2 separate regions of the Gossypium hirsutum genome follow, and region 1 is linked to region 2. The links are chromatin contacts, called in public Hi-C maps. All regions are on one chromosome and are shown on one strand. The core of a region is the stretch at or near the end of the contact, and the rest is flanking DNA. Distances in the headings are between cores, read along the strand shown.

Evidence for each region. Hi-C and Micro-C count contacts between places; a contact is called where the count stands out from the background.
Region 1: a Hi-C map of leaf shows a contact between it and region 2, with 1.8 times the contacts expected there. The contact joins the promoter of LOC107949444 here to the promoter of LOC107949545 in region 2. A contact is called at or near these places in 3 of 34 Hi-C or Micro-C datasets (leaf and petal).

The regions. Positions count from the first base shown.
Region 1 is chrD03:24,651,705-24,654,404 of Gossypium_hirsutum_v2.1, reverse strand. LOC107949444 (guanylate kinase 2) reads left to right here and starts at 1,400. Exons shown (of 11, transcript XM_016884097.2): 1 at 1,400-1,685; 2 at 2,155-2,189; 3 at 2,361-2,468; 4 at 2,594-2,670. The coding sequence starts at 2,187.
Region 2 is chrD03:24,123,200-24,125,899 of Gossypium_hirsutum_v2.1, reverse strand. LOC107949545 (zinc finger CCCH domain-containing protein 30) reads left to right here and starts at 1,337. Exons shown (of 3, transcript XM_016884229.2): 1 at 1,337-1,710; 2 at 1,953-2,003; 3 at 2,507-2,700. The coding sequence starts at 2,530.

The DNA of each region.
Region 1 (2,700 bases), core at 151-2,650, 530 kb before region 2:
TGTCTTTTTAATCTTTTCACTTTCTTCTCAGCTTTCTCCACTTCCAACTCCAATTTCTTGCTTCCAATATGATAATCAAACTCTCTAGGATCTCTAATTCACTTTTTCTTTTTGGTGGCTATGAAAATTCTAATTAATTTTGGGTGAAAATAGTAGACTTTATAGAAAAGGACTAAATTGTAGAAAAAAATAGTTTCTCCCTTCTCCATTTCTCATACACGTTGGAAGCAAATGGAAAGTATGAAAAGCTTTCTCCATCTTTCTTCCTTCTATATTCACTTTAAATTATAAAATATTAATAAAATATTATTAACATTATAATTAAATAATATAAAATATCACCAACATCATCATTTTGATCTAAGGGCCCATATTTCCTACTTCATAATTAATTAAGTAAATCCAATGGCTAAAATTTCATCTACACTTTCAAGGGAATTTTAGTAATTTTTCCAAAATGATCTTTCTTACAAAATGACTATTTTGCCCTAAGTAAAATTTTATATTTTCATTTGTCTCCTTTCCACCTTTACGGTATTTTCACTTTTGGTCTATCTTTTTTATATTTATATTTTAACCCTATAAATTTTGAATATTTATACTTTAGCCCCAACATTTTTCACTCTTTGTGATTTAGTCCTTTCTTTAAATTAATATATCACGTCATACTTCTTGATTTAACTTCTTTTGACACTCATCAACCTTCTCTTTTATTGATTATATACCTCATTTCACTATACAAAGAAATTCATTATGCAGGATCTCAAATTAGTGTCACTTTTATAACATAGTGATTTTAATATCATTACACCATTAATGAATCATTGTAGGATAGAAGTGGTCGAGTAATTATTTGAGGACTTGGATTTTGGTCATGCTTGACCTTTTCGCTACTACGCTGTAGTTCGTCTTCCTCTTCACTCGAGAGAATTGAAGTTGCCATAACCTAGAGGCGAAACTAGAAATTAGTTTTGGAGGAGCTAAAATATAACTATGTATTTTTTTAGAGCTAAATGTAATTTCATTATTGTATTAACTTATATTTTTATAATTTTTAATAAATTAAATTAAAATTTTATCACTTTTTAGACCAAAATTGAATTCCATAACCCCTTTATTTGGTAAGATAGTTATCTTAACCTATGACCGCTCTAAGCCAAAATCTTCTAATTTTTTTTTTGTTCTTTTCCTTTTTTTTTTAAATAAATAAATAAATTTCCCCTAGAAAAGAGCCATTAAAAGAACAGCACAAATTAAATAATAATTTCAAAAAAAGAAAGAAAGAAAACTTACTACTCCTAGTATTAAACAAATTGTTTTTTTATTTTTGGAAAAAAAAAGTGAAGCTTCCCAACAGCCTCGTATGAAAATGAGAGCCGGGCCAACGGGGTCTTCTTGTTTTCGTTAATTGAATGCAACCGAAAAAGAAAAGGCCTACCTCTCTTTCTTTCTCTTCACCAATATAAAAAGAGTGATTGGATTTCAGCTTTCCTTGCAATTCTTCTCCTTTCCGAATCCCATGTTTTGATCTGATTTAACTCCCAATACTTGGCCAAACGAATATCGCAAAGCTGAAAAATATCCATTTTTCTTCCTATTCTCTTTTTTTAATAATACTATCCCTTTTGGGAAATATCCTCCGCCTAGCCAATATAAACTTGTTTTGTTTTCTTCTCTTATCAAAGGTATGAATTTGGTGTTTAACCAATCTGTTTCGTTCTTTTCGAGCCTTTTTTCGCCTATATTTATTTTTTAACCATGTTATTGCATCTGGCTTTTTTTTTTTTAAAGTTTATTCTCTCTATCTTTCGTTTTTGAGACCTGGGTTGTTTGAAATTCGACGTAAAAACCAACTGAAACATTATTATTTTAGCTTGTATCTCTGATTTCTGGTTGTTTTTTCCTGTCTGTTTATACTTTTATGTTTTGCATTGTAATGCTAGATTGGAATCTGGGTTTTGGTTTCAGAAATCTAATTAGTTGTTATACCTCTAAAAAATGGTTCCCTTTTACCTTCGATTTTGGTTTCTTGTTTGACATGTAAATTGTATTGATTCAATGCCATCCATGATTCCTTCTTTTATTGTTTGATAGATCCAAAAAAATACGAGTTCCTTTTATTTGATCTCTTATCTCTCCATGTGTATTGATCAGGGGGAATCTTATTTTGGAGGCATTGGTTCTCCATGGTGAGCCTATCATCTTTTTATATATAGATATTTTCGGGTGAAAATTGGTTTTCATTTTTATTTACTCAGGAAAAGAAAGGGGTACTAGCAGGCTATTGAGTTTTATGGTTTAGCAAAGGTGGAAAAAGTGGCTTAATTGTGATTTGATTTATTTTGGTTATTGGTCATCAGGGAGAAGCCCCAGCATTCTTTGTTGATAATCTACAAAATGGATTTTCAAACGGATTTGGCTTAAAATCCAAAGGCTTTGAGACCTTCACCGACGTTGGTGACAAAACAGTATGATACTTTAATGCCTAATTTGGTGTTCTTTTATCATAAAGTGCTTCTCTTTGTTGTCTATTACGTGAGGTGTTCAATCACCTTTATCTGATTGAAGATTTGTGTGGATTTTCTACTGGCAGTTTGTAATTGGTGGGGCAAACAGTGATTCCACATCATCTGTTGGAATTCAGATTTATGACAAATCTACTGGGAAATGGTCAGTTTGTAGCTAACACAAATTTCTTCC
Region 2 (2,700 bases), core at 88-2,587:
ATCCGTACATACGAACTTATCGATGATTAGAGTGTAAAAACGAAGTCGATTAATTTGAGGCTTTAGCTTTTCTCTAATCTAAACCCATATGAGGTCTATCTTGATCTAAATAAACAAATTCAATCATTTAATACTTCTATTATTCAATTCAGTCCATATTTCATTTTTTACAAAATTATAATTTTGCCCCAAACATTTTAACTTTCAAAATTTAATCATTAAACTCATAAATTGAAATCTAAGCATTTTCATCCTTTTCTCAAGCTAGTCGATTTCTCTAAGGACTTATATCATAAATTTACCATGAACTTTTACCATTTTTACAAATAAGTCCCTAAATGTTATTTTCATCAAAAATCACTTACAAAACTTGTTTATTTATTAATAATGATTCATAATCTACCATCAAACATCAATAATCATGTAAGAACATTCATGGAAAAACTCTAAACCTTTAACAATTTTACAAATTGATCACCGGGCTAGGTAGATTAAACAAAAATGTCTTCAAAAACATAGAAATCATTAAAAACGAGCTCAAAACCACTTACATGCAAGCAATTATAGTTGCCGAATCAAGGAACCCTAAAAATGGCTATTTTGCTTTTGATTTTTTATGGAAGAAGCTTTGAAGAAGATGAGTGAAACTTGGTTTTATTTAACTTATCCTTTATTTAGTCATTTACCTTTTTACCCTTTAAAAACATTCAAAATTTCAATAAAACCTTGCCATGAATATTCACTAACTAATCAAATGGTTTAATTACCATCTAGGTCCCATCACTTTAAAGTTTCATAGCTATTTGACACCTTTAACAAATAAAACTCTACTTTTACACATTTTATAATTTAGTCTTTTTTATTAAATTAAGCATGCAAACATTAAAATTTCTTTAACGTAAATTTATTACGACTATACTAACATTCTATAGACATTAAAATAATAATAAAATAATTATTTACTTGTCAAAGTTATGATCCCAAAATTCTTATTCCAATTTCACTGAAAACAAACTCTTAAGCGCCAGCTCAACTTTTCCTTCGAGTTCTATGGTAAGAAAAGTTCAGTCTACTTTTTTTTTCGAAAATATAACCGTCATGTAAGGGGAATTTAGGTTGAAATCATAAGGAATTTGACAAAGGAAATGGTAGAACTATTATACAACAAATTAGGTTGTCTGCCAAAGAGTTGTCCAACCGTTTCACGCCATGTTAAAATTAAAAAATTTCATGCTTAACGAAATGACAAGGTTAACCCAACCTTTTATATTAAAACTTCCTAATAATCTCACACGTTACTATTTGATTGGTCTAAAAAGGAAATTCAGAGTGTTCGCATTCGGGTTTTTTTTCCTGTCTCTTTAATCTGAGATAGGCGATTTTATCTAAAATAAATAAATATATTCTTCAAAATCTTAGTTTTTTTCATTTAATAATTACTTTGAGTTTTTGTTTCTCTTTCATGAGAGAAAAAACATCCGTAACATAGGAAATACAGATGGGATGAAGAAAAAGAAGAAATCAGCTACTCGTTTTCTCCGAACTCTCTATTTTTCTAACTTAACCATCCAAAAATAAATAAATAAAAAATTGGAAGCACACAAATCTAATCAAAGACCAGAATTCCTTCATCACTTTTTGAAGTTATATCTCAAATACCCACTTCTTTCTCAAAGTAGATCTGTCCTGCTTCAGAGATGGATTAAACTGGTAAGGGTTTTTTTTTTTTACTTAAAATCTTTGTTGTAATATTCCTGTATTGTTTTGATGTAATGAGTGGAGGATCACATGTAAGAGAGATCTTGTTCCCGAGGCTTGTCTGTTTTTGTCTTTGTTTTCAACTGTCTTTTTTAGCAACAATTTTCCTATTGATTGCCCCAGAATCAGATCTTTTATCTACTTTTCCCTCACAGCATTGCTTTCATATTCTATTTTTTTTTAAAATTATTCAGTCAGTGATGACCGCGGGAAGATTTGGTTCAAGATCCTTCAATCATAATATTGTGAGTGTTTACAGCTATTTCTCAAATTTATTCACTGATGTTTGTGCTTTTGATCTCGTTCTTTATTTTAATTTTTTGTTTACTGGGAAAAACTAGTTGAAAGTTCAGAAAGGAAATGGAAGACCCTATGTTTTGTTCTAAGTCAATTATATCGAAAGTGTAGGAAAATAGGTTGTAATTTTATCTATTCCAAAGTAAAACTTTGTATATTATTAGTGGAGTATGTTTTTCTTTTCTTTGCTCCTTTGATGATATTTAAATCCTTAATCTCACTTTTGCTCTAAATCTACATTTAATTTTCCATAATTTTTATGTAGATATTTCCATTGACAAACATTGACTTAGCCTTTCCTGTTGTTTTCTTAAACTCCCAAGGGTGATTTTTTTTTTGTATTTTTTTCTCAGTTCTTTTTTCTCTGTATCTTATGGAATATTTGATCATTCATATGGAGTTCTCGTTATTCTACTGGTTGATTCTAATGGGTATTGTTTCTAAATCTCAGTTGGATTTTCATCTAATGAAAGTATGTGCTGTGGATCAGAGCCAATAAACCACTCGTCTAATCCAACAAGATCGAATAATTCTTTTGGAGATAACAGACATCCTAGTGTAGAAATGAATCGCTTGACTGTAGAGACTGAAGATATTTTTGCAACCTTGCTTGAGCTTGCTGCAAATAATGATGCTGAAGGCTTT